Regions from separate parts of the Mus musculus genome. Here regions 1 and 2 are each linked to region 3. Evidence: chromatin contacts called from public Hi-C and promoter capture Hi-C data. All regions are on one chromosome and are shown on one strand. The core of a region is the stretch at or near the end of the contact, and the rest is flanking DNA. Distances in the headings are between cores, read along the strand shown.

What was found. Promoter capture Hi-C pulls out the DNA fragments that hold promoters and counts their contacts. Hi-C and Micro-C count contacts between places; a contact is called where the count stands out from the background.
Region 1: a promoter capture Hi-C map of neural stem cells shows a contact between it and region 3. The contact joins the enhancer-like site here to the promoter of Me3 in region 3. A contact is called at or near these places in 3 of 39 promoter capture datasets (embryonic stem cells, liver and neural stem cells), 2 of 484 Hi-C or Micro-C datasets (the HL-1 cell line and nephron progenitors), 4 of 115 datasets of contacts at active chromatin or transcription factors (craniofacial prominence, embryonic forebrain, embryonic midbrain and 1 more) and 3 of 9 other capture datasets (adipose tissue, liver and pancreatic islet).
Region 2: a contact with region 3 is called in a Hi-C map of uterus, with 3 times the contacts expected there. The contact joins the enhancer-like site here to the promoter of Me3 in region 3. A contact is called at or near these places in 3 of 39 promoter capture datasets (embryonic stem cells and trophoblast stem cells), 5 of 484 Hi-C or Micro-C datasets (the HL-1 cell line, the MC3T3-E1 cell line, nephron progenitors and 1 more), 4 of 115 datasets of contacts at active chromatin or transcription factors (embryonic stem cells, fibro-adipogenic progenitors, neural progenitor cells and 1 more) and 2 of 9 other capture datasets (adipose tissue and pancreatic islet).

The regions. Positions count from the first base shown.
Region 1 is chr7:89,794,778-89,798,558 of GRCm38.p6, forward strand. It overlaps Me3 (malic enzyme 3, NADP(+)-dependent, mitochondrial), which reads left to right. Exons shown (of 14, transcript NM_181407.4): 5 at 1,843-2,004. Among named protein-coding and RNA genes, the nearest start is that of Ccdc81, 110 kb to the right of the region's middle. Within about 2 kb of position 1,749, at least 20 of the 459 cell types and tissues checked have an H3K27ac peak or open chromatin away from gene starts, as enhancers often do. A contact at or near this core is called in neural stem cells, where this site is marked.
Region 2 is chr7:89,482,665-89,486,332 of GRCm38.p6, forward strand. No RefSeq gene overlaps it. Among named protein-coding and RNA genes, the nearest start is that of Prss23, 33 kb to the right of the region's middle. Within about 2 kb of position 1,372, at least 20 of the 459 cell types and tissues checked have an H3K27ac peak or open chromatin away from gene starts, as enhancers often do. A contact at or near this core is called in adipose tissue, fibro-adipogenic progenitors and uterus, where this site is marked.
Region 3 is chr7:89,631,055-89,634,424 of GRCm38.p6, forward strand. It overlaps Me3 (malic enzyme 3, NADP(+)-dependent, mitochondrial), which reads left to right and starts at 1,764. Exons shown (of 14, transcript NM_181407.4): 1 at 1,764-2,039. The coding sequence starts at 1,857.

The sequences.
Region 1 (3,781 bases), core at 499-2,998, 160 kb after region 3:
TGGAACCATTAACCCAATAACTAAAATTCAGCTGACACAGGACAAGTGTATATAGAGCAGGAAGATTTTGAGTTTCCACTTGCTCACTTGTGTGTGGAATTATCAGCTTTAGCCATTCATGTGGCTGGACTGTGAGAGGAGGAGGGAGTATTGGATGTGGGTGGTAATCACTCACCACAAAAGTTGTTGAGCCATCTGAAAAGGAAATAGCATGATTTCCATGTGTCTGCTGCACTCTTCAAAGTTCACTTCCTGACATGGAGAAGTGTTTTTACAATCTTTGCACCTTTTTCTACAGAATGGCAGGAGTAGCTCATGTGTGTTTCACTCCTGGAGAAGTAAAAAAGTGGGAAGACATCTTTGTGTATTGAATCACAAGCTCTTCCAGGGCAAGAACAGGTCTTCAATCTCTTTATCCTGGCATTGTCTCTGCATAGACAAACTAAGCCTTTACAGCCCATTGGCACTACAGGGTCATGCAAGACATCTATAGCTCAGAGCTAGTCTTCATTCCTGGTCAAAAGCCAGATTTCAATAGATGAATCAGGTGCCTATAGGCTTAACTCTTACAGAGACAATGGGAGCCCATGATAGTGAGAGTGTTACAGTGACATAGAAACAACTTGACTGTGACAGCAAGGGATTGCCCCTGGCCTGATACTTCTGACCCTTCACTGATTTCTCCCTCACTCCCTATTCTCCCAGTCAAGGATTTACACCTCCTTCCTTTTCACACACATTTTACACGTGCCTTCACCTTCCTTCCTGTGAAAGGTATTTCATTCTACCTATACCCCACAGCTGCTTCCTGTCCAATGCCAGGTGGGTGTGTCCCTTCATCTATAAAACCTACGAGAGTGAGTCGCCTTACAGGAATATCTCCATCTCTCCTGCCCTGCACTGTCCTGTTGCTCTCAGGCTTCTGTCTGAAAGCTCTAACTGTTAACAAATATGCTCCCTCTCTCACTTGGGTCTACACATATTTAATTTTATAGGTAAGCAAACAAAAGCCCCTCCCCCGCCCCAGGATATGTCTTACTAGCAAACAGGTGCTTCATAAATATTTAACTGAAGAATGAGCATCCATCATGATCATATAGTCATATCTGTCATCACCATGAGCTCCATCAACACCTGTCTACTGATAAAGGCAAAATTCGTACCAGAACTGTGTCTAGTACATAATTAGCCCTCGGTGATTCTTTGACAAAAAGGAATCTCCATACAACCAAAGAATCTACCTGACTTCGTAAGAAACTGTGATTCTAGGAAATGTTGCAAGCTCTGTTCTTTACACATTGCCCTCAAAATCCTGTGGCTGTAGTGGCAACTTGACTTTCTTGTCTTTCCTTTTCTTCTTTTCTTAGATCTCCTCCTTCATGTCTCATGCCCCAAGTTTCAGTCTGAGATTGTTCAGTTTCTCAGAGAAGGAGGGGGGAGGGGAGAAAGGGAGGGAGGAGGGAAGAGAGGGAGGGAGGAGGGGAGAGAAGGAAGGAGAAGGGGAGAAAGGGAGGGAGGAGGGAAGAGAGGGAGGGAGGAGGGGAGAGAGGGGCTAGATGTGATTTCTCTCCAGCTGTTTCTGCAGCCCCCAACCCAATCTTCAGAATGCAAGGAACGCTGTCTTTCTGTCATTTGGCCTCTGTGAGGATTCTTGCCCAATTGCCAGAACGGACCAGCCACCTGCAGTTGATGAATCCTCTGGCCTTGTCCCAGACAAGCTGTTTTATTCCCAACAAAGTCAGCGGGTATCCCACTGTCAGGCCTGACTGCTGAGACTTTGAAATGAGCACTTTGTCATGGAGGTGGTGCTCCTGACTGAGGGTGCCCTGCTGTGTTTTTCAGGCTGTGGTGGTGACTGATGGAGAGCGCATACTGGGCTTGGGAGACCTGGGCTGCTACGGCATGGGCATCCCTGTGGGCAAGCTGGCCCTGTACACAGCATGTGGAGGGGTGAATCCACAGCAGTGCCTTCCTGTCCTGCTAGATGTTGGCACCAACAATGAGGTAACGGGCTGCCTGAGCCAGGAGCTCTTGGGCCAGATGAGGTTGGGGGATGGCACACTGGTAAAATAATTATATCCACATGGGCTGTTGATTTCGCAGCATCCTCTTGGTCCCCATTCTTCCCACGCAGTTGTAGAGGACTTAACTCTCCCAGTTGCTCAACTCTCCCATCCCCTTCTACTTCTGAGTTCCCTTTCTTTTTTATCTTCCTCTTCTGTGCCCAAGATACCCTAGACTTACTTCTTCCATTGCTTCCAGGACCCCATGCAATTTGCAGTCCTCCTTGGGGTTGCTCTCTGAGAGAGCAGGCAGTGAACAGACTAGTCTGTGTTCTGCATTCTCAGTGCAGGTTGCTTTAGTGTGTGACCCAAAATTTTTTTTTAAAAAATGATACCACAGCGAAAAGTCTGAGACAAGCTGGTGAGCATCCTGCAGATCAGGTGAGAGGAACTGAACCAAGCTCCAGGGAGATCATCCTACAGAATTCAAGGGCTTTCTCACTGAGGAAGTTCACCTGTCACTCAAGAGTTTGTGTGCTCTGGGTACTGCCCTGGCACATTGTTTTCTGCCTATAATTCTTGGCCTTGTGGCTGGCAGAAAAGAAGTGTCTTAAGAATTCCTTCTCTCTCTCTCTCTCTCTTTGTTTCAAAACTGTTTAACTCAAAAATTTGAAACTATTTTGTTCTGCTTTTCACAAAGGAAACAAAATATATCTTCATCCAATTGTCATGTTTGGAAAATTATAATCGTATTGTAATATACAAATTATACCAACAATGAGTTCCACTATGATATTTTCACATAGGTCTATAAAATACATTTCAAAGGAATTCCTTCCAAACAACATTTGTTTTGGAGTTTAAGATCAGTGTAGGTATGTCTTTCAAAAATTAAAATCATAGAATTATTAAAAGTAAAATATCAGTCATATGATCAGTGCTAATATATATCCATATGGGTATGTGTATATATATATATATATGCATATATATTTTGCATTTTAATATTTTTCCTTCCAGTCTTTTTTCCTCCAAACCCTTACAAAAACAAAATATGGAGTTACCCTGCCGTCTGATTCCTTAGTCTGCTTTTTTGAAATTTGATATGTTTCCTCTCATGTCCTTATCATTACTGCACTGTGCCGCATTAGTGGCACATGTTTTACCACAGTTCACCCCGCACAGCTGTATATTTAGGTGTTTCCAGACGTCTTAGAGCTCAGCTGTGCTCTGGTGCCCATTTTCAAATCAGTCACTGTTCTCCTCTCTACTGTTTCTTTAGGACAAATTCCTAGAGGCAGAAATCTTGGTCCTAATTGGAGTTAGTTGTTGTCTAGATTCACAGGATGGGTATATGTAAGGACTGGGGGAGCTGTATGAGGAGGCCAGAGAAAAACCTTTAGAGCTGTTCCTCCTCCAACGCCATCTACCTTGATGTTTGAGACAATCTCACACTGGGACCTGAGGTTCAGAGATTCACGTGGGTGGGCTGGCAGTGAGCTCCGGGGACCTGCCAGTGGGCTTCCCCAGTGTGTGCCCCGCCACACCCAGCTCTTTTTTCTGTGGTTTCTGTATCCTAGTGCTTTTGTGAATTCGTATCAAACTCTTCACGGGCTGAGCCATCTCCACAGCCCCTGTTGTTCGGATTCCTGATTCACATTGCCAAAAAGGTTACAGCCATTTGCATTCCACGATGATTTATTTCAAGAAAACTGTTTTCCTCTTCCTTAGACACCATGGTCTGGGTTTCTAAACAAGAGTGAGCATTGTGAGAAAGC
Region 2 (3,668 bases), core at 122-2,621, 150 kb before region 3:
CCTAGCACCCCCTTTCCTTGCCCTCCTGCTGTGAAGCTAAACTGTCCCCCTTCCTTGATGTCTGCCTGGCTCTTCTGGCCAGCGTGTCTCTGTTAATCCTGTTTCTTGTCCTGCTTGGTTTGTGTGACCTGTTCAGATGTTTTGTTTACATGTAACGTGGATACATTTGTGTCGTACTTTTAAGCACCTTACATTTACTTACTCATTTCAATCTTATATCAGTGTTAGATAAAAGTATTATATCGAATATAAGACAGGGTCCTCAGGAAATACACACACACACACACACAACTTACAAGCATATGAAGATGAGCTCATGCGACCTCAGTTGCTGAAATAGCGTATAAAGGCTACTTATAAATGAGTAGTGTGGCTGTCTCATTAGAAAAAGCCTAGTGCTTCCAAACCGGGGGACCAGTGATGTACCTCCTGATTTAAGGCCTCAGGCTTAGAGTCTCCAGGGCTCTGAGGGCCACAAGTTCTTGAGTGTGAAGACAGAAGAAGCTGGAGCCTGAGGCCTGAGAGCAGTCACAAAAAGGTGGACTCTCACTGAAGACCAAGCAAGGCACCCACTCTCTTCTGCCTTCCTTTCCCCATCCCACTAGATAATAGAATGGTGCAGCTCACACTGAGATGGGTGTCCTATGCTCCACTGCCTGGCCTATATAACCAAATGTTCTGCAAACACAGACACACCCAGAAGCAAAGTTTCACCCTATCTGTAGGCATCCTGAACCTGGTGAGACACTTCAAATTAAACACCACTGTCTCATTTTATAGATGAGGAAATGGAGAGGCAGGGAGGTTGGCGATTTGCCTCTGACCACACAGATGCTAGAGCAACACTGACATTTGTTCAAGTGAGTTTTCCTCCAGCAGTCAAGCTGACCTTGGACAATAACTTAGGCTTACTTTTTACATGTCAAGTTTCACATCTCTTAAGTTAGGGATGATTTAACTTAGATGGAGGGGCTTAGAAAAGTGTTTAACAATGGTGTGCTTTTATGAAGACTGGCCATTGCAGCTGCACCATAGAATAAATCTTTTACTTAGGGATTTGTAATTTAGAATCTCCCTTCCCTAAATATGCATAGATGCCCCATTTGGGAAATTTGGACATTTATGTCCACATCTATCTAATTGTTTGGGACATAGTGGGTACATCATAAGTATTGGTTGACACACTGGGGGATATGTAGATGTGAGAGTTGAGTACTGCCACAGTGCTGGCAGCAGAGAGCCTCCTCTAAACTGACATCCTCGACACTCTGTGGGGGAAGGCAGAAGGCTCAGCCTCCCCAGCCCCAGCCCCAGAGAATAGGTGGGTGGAGGCTGTGCCCTCAGGCCTTTGACAAAGCACATATTTATTTTCACAGATCAAGGACCCGCCCAAAGCTCTTGTTTATCCATTGGCTTGAAAGTTATCTTGAGTACAGAGGAGTTCCAGCCGGCATTTGGAGTTTTTTTCTTTCTCTTGGAGCACAGTATCTCTGAACTCAGCTGACTGGCTTCAGTTCTAGGAAGTCTTCAAAACTACAGAATTCCTAGCTAGGGTGATCTTTTGTCAATGTTCTGGGTCCCTGCCATGATACTTGAAGGGTGATTCTCAAATACACATATGACTGCTTCCTTTCCACTAAAAACAAAGTCTGGCGGTACGAGCTGGAGTGAGAGAACTGGACTGAGATACTCTTCTGTCACCCACTTTCTGTATGAACTCGGGGGAGTGACTTAAGAGCACTGGTTGATTCCAGTTTCCTCATCTGCGTGGAGTAGTAGACACTGTGTCCCACCAAGATAGTGTTCAGTGTCAGTTGCCATGGGTTCTTTAGGCAGGACATGTTTTAACTATAAGTGCTGATGATGTTGAACCATTGCCTCCTTACAGAAGATGCTCCCTAGACCCACTCGGTCCTCTGCTCTCAGGAAAGTCCTGCTGCTGACAAATCCTCCCACTAGAGCCAAGTGACCTAATTTTACTGACCCAAAAGTCTAAATTTCTGGCTCTCACGTCTTAAACCCTGGAACACCTCCACACACTGAACTCATCAGTGTGTCAGATCATGACAGGAATGGGGACTTGCTGAGTATTTGTTCCTTCACAAATGTAGCTATGGAAAGCTCTGAAGGTAGGAGAATAAGAATGTGGGATCACCACCACAGCATGCACTGTGTCCCCAGCCTCCACCCAGAAGGAGTCTGGCTTTCTATATGGAGTATTATGATCACCATAGCAACAAGTCAGCCATTAATACTTCAGAATATGAATGTGTGTGTGTGTGTGTGTGTGTGTGTGTGTCTTGGGTCAAAAGTTTTGTGGGTGTTCTGGTGTCCTTATCTCTCCACTTGAGATCCTGACTAGCTAGTCAGGTGGCCTCTTCAGGTTCCATGTCCCCATTGTTAGGCATGTCAGCTAAGGTCACTTGCATTGACTCCTGAGAGCCTTTCATGTCCCAAGTCTCTGGGAGTTCTAGAGTCTCCACCACTCCCTAGCCCTGGCATCTGTAGATTCATTCTCCTGGCCTTCTGGCTCCCTCTCTCCTGTCTCACACCTGATCCTGACCACCCCATCCATTCCCCTCCCATTTCCTCTTGTACCCACTTCCCTGCTTTCCTCTGCTTCCTATGACTATTTTGTTCCCCCTTCTGAGTTGAGATTCAAGCATCCTCTCTTGGGCCTCTCTTCTTCTTTAACTTCTTTGGGTCTGTGAGGTATATCATGTATAGCCCGTACTTTATGACTAATATCCACTTGTTAGTGAGTACATAACATACATGTCCTTTTGCATCTGGGTTACTTCACCCAGGATGATACTTTTCTAATCCCATCCATTTGCCTACAAAACTCATGATGCTCTTGTTTTTAAATAGCTGAATAGTATTCCATTACATAAATGAATCACATTTTCTGTGTCCATTCTTCAGTTGAGGGACATACAGGTTGTTTTCATTTTCTGGCTATTACGAATAAGGCTGCTATGAACACGCATGTGTTTTTGTGGTATGGTAGAACACCTTTTGGGTATATGCCCAGGAGCAGTATAGCTGGGTCTTCAGGTAGAACTATGTCCAGTTTTTTTGAGAAACCACCAGATTTATTTCCAGAGTGGTTGTACAAGTTTGCAATCCCACCAGCAATGGAGGAGTGTTCTACTTTCTCTACATCCTCGTCAGCATATGCTGTTGCTTGAGCTTTTGATCTTAGCCATTCTGATTTGTATAAGATACAATCTCTGGGTTGTTTTGATTTGCATTTCCCTGATGACTAAGAATAGTGAATATTTCTTTAAGTGCTTCTTGGCAATTCAAGGTACCTCTGTTGAGAATGCTGTTTATCTCCATACTCCCCCCTCCCCTTTTTAAATCGGGTTATTTGGTTTGTTGAAGTCTAACTTCTTGAGTTCTCTATATATTTTGGATATTAGCCCTCTGTCAGATGTAGGGTCAGTGAGAATCTTCTCCCAAATATAAATACAAAATGTAGGTTGTCATTTTTCCCTATTGACAGTGCCCTTTGCCTTACAGAAGCTTTTCAGTTACATGAGGTTCCATTTATTAATTGTTGATCTTAGAGCCTGAGCCACTAGTGTTCTGTTCAGGAAATGATCTCCAATACCAATGCATTCAAGGCTATTTGCCATTTTCTGTTCTATTAAGTGTGTCCAGTT
Region 3 (3,370 bases), core at 514-3,013:
TCACCCAGTACAGTTGAAATAAAGATCATTTCAGCTGATAACTGAAGAGAGAGGCTTCAGGAAGGCACTCATTCCCACCAGTCTTGAGGAGATGGACTCCTGAGGCCAGGCAGGAGGACCTTGACAGCAGGAGCATCCCTGCCTTGCAGTTGGGCCATGAGAACGGGATGGAGTCTGAGAGAAAGAACCACACCACCTGTCTGGTGGCCATTCTGAGAGCTCATAGCCCTGATGATCAGAGAAGCTACTCACCTTCCCTCACCAAACAGCTACTTTTTTATTTTTATTTATTTATTTATTATTGCACAAAGACATTTCAGGACCTGATAACAAAGGGATCTGCAGGCAAAGGCCCTAGCCCAGTGAAGCCAGTATCATAAGGGGGAGGCAGGCAATATACCACAATAGCAATGAACTAGTAGATGACTTGTTCATTTATACCTAGGGGAAAACCCTTTTCTTATGCATCCCCTGGGGATGGTCAGCACTGAAGGGAATGACTAGAATAATGGCTTCCAAGTTGACATATTAGGGGCAACCTCAGAGACGAGATGTGGCAGTTGTTTAGAAGATTGGAATATGATGTTCCCAGTAAAAGTGTTAGCAGAGGCAAAAGCCCTGAGATGGAGGTGAGTAAGACAGGGAAATGGGGAGAAGCAAGTCAGAGGAGACCTCAAGGACAGCACAAGGTGAAGTGGGATGAGATGAGAAGCTGGCAGGAGCCAGGCTGGGCTTAACCAAGGCCTCCTGACAACTTAGGAGTTATCCCATACACAGAGCGATGTATTTCCTTTAGAAGGAATCTCTTGAACACTAAGTGGAGGAAGTACACACTTAAATTCAGGGAGAAGTGGACATCAAGGTGTGAGTGACCTAACATCTATGGTCTATGGCTGGTTCCATGGGGTTCCTAGAAACTTACTTAGGAAGTGGGGAACGCAGATCAACAGAAGAGAACGTTCTACAAAGCAGGAAGTGTTCTGTACCTATATACATTCAAACATGGTCTCAACTGGTTTAAAAGAAGGCACTTACTGTGACTGGGATTTAAAATTGTATTTTATTTAGAAATTTTATTTACTGTAAAATGGATTTAAAATTGTATTTTATTTAGAGTATTACAGCTACATGTGGCTAATGGTTACTATACTGACAGCATTCTTGCCCAGGTCTTGCTCAAGAGGTGGGGGCATGCTGACCCTCAAGTGTTCTCCCCTAAGTGCCATTCAGACCTCTGGATAGAGAGTGCCAGGGTACAAAAGCACAAAAACCCTCATGTGGGAGGAAAATGAGCTTCATCCTGTCTTGTTATGAAGAGCCCCCGCGCATATCCTCAAGGAAAATCTGGTCCCGCAAGGAAAGGTTTGGAGACTGTTTTACTGAATGCATCAGTCCCGTGAGCTAGCACTGCCTGTGAGGTGCTGCCTTTGGCCAGAGAGTGACAGGGGACAGTAGCGCCTTGCCCCACCTGCTCGCAGTGGGACTGCATAGACTTCAGCTTCTCCAGTTAGGCAGGTAAGCGGAAGAAGGAGAAACCAAGGTTAACCACAGGTACTGAGGGTGCGGGGACTCCTTGGAGAGTATTCTCCCATATGGGGGCAGGGAGGCACGGGCTGTCATCCGCACGGGATCTGCTTTCTGGGCTTGCTTTCGCTTTGCTGGCTGAGGGGTGAGCATCGCAACCAAGCGAGGAGCAGGTGGCCTCGGACAAGGGGAGGAGGCTAGCGCCTTCCATCAGGAACCCCCAGCCTCTCCGAGAGCTCAGGTCCGGCGCCCTGCTGGCGCGCAGGACCTGGCTTGCCTAGAGGGCACCCCTGACCTTGGTCTCGCCCTGGTTCCAGGTCTGTGCCAGGGCTATGGGCGCCGCGCTGGGCACTGGCGCGCGGCTGACCTCCGTGCCTCGCATAGCCTGCAGCAGTCTTCGGCGCCAGGCACCTTCCGCGCCCGCCCAGGGCTGCCACTCCAAGTCTGGCCCGCCTCGACCCGTACCCCTGAAGAAGCGCGGATACGATGTCACCAGGAACCCCCATCTCAACAAGGTAATGGTCCGGGTAGGACGTTGGATCCCGTGGTTAGCAGGGAAAGACGCCCCGCCCCCTGGGCTTGGGACGAAACCTATGGCGTCCTTCCAGAGCCCTCTGGTTTTGCCTCCTGGATATTGCTCTGTTTGCTTTGGCCTTTTCGTCCCCCTCTTGACATGGAGAGATGTGATCAGTTTTACTGACCTTAATTTCCTCAGCAAAAACAATACAGACCCAGTGAGTATTCCCGATGGTCCCTCTGAGCTAGAGTCAGATTTCCAGCAGATCTTGAGGACAATTCATTTGACCTCCGTGAATTAAAGTATCTGTTAGAGATTTCTTAGGAATGTTGCAAGGTTTAAAAGGAAAAACAGGAAAACGGAGGCAGAGTTCTTAGCACAGACTCGGGCACCAATGAGATAATAAGTGTTAGCTAATGATATGGTGAATATCTGGGAAAACATGAGTCCGGAAGACAGAAAAGTCTAGAATTATAGAACTTTTAGTACTGGAAGAAGAATTAAAGATTTTAATTTAAACCAGTCCTGTAACAGAATGCAGAACAAAGGGGTCTTAGCCAAGGTGACCAAATGCAGATCTCTAATGCTTTGGCCGTGTTCAGCCCACTGCAGATACCTGCATATTAACCTAGGAGCACACCTCCTTCTTGTAGCAATCAAGTTTGTATCTTTGGTTCAGAGGATTGTGAGGAACAGAAACTGGAAGCCAAGACTCAAGCCAGTCCCCCACTCCCCACAATTCCTCGTGTTTAACTAGCAGGCTCAACGTTTTTCAGCCTAATAGTATGACCTCATTTGATTATTGTAAAAAGTTTCAAAACCACTGGATTTGAATTAATATTTAAGCTCTCATAAATGCTTGCTAAGCTATTACTGCAAATAAAATGTGAGAATAGTCCTCATGCAGGAAGTTCTCAAAAAATGTTAGTAGTTTCTCTGATTCAGGATGGTGAAATTCCAATGACACAACTTCTATGGAAAATGCTATGTTAAAGGGTGAGGCCAACTGTGCAGTGCTGTTTCCTACAGCATCAACTGAAACTAAGGAAAATGTCTGTGTGCTCAGATTCACTTGTCACACTGACCCCCTACTCTCCAAAGAGACCTTGAGTTCCCGGTACTCTGCTCCGGTACAAAGCATTTAAGGTATCCATGCCTGTTTGAATTGCTTCAGTAGTGCTAGAAGGTGAGAGCCTCTTTCAGCAAATAAAAAGCCCTTCACCAAAATCACATCCAGAGAAAGGGCTGCAGGTGAGGCTTGATGGAGAAGCAGAGGTGACTCCCTGACGGTGCAGTCTTGCTCTGGTTTCTAGTCTGGCTTTGTGATGC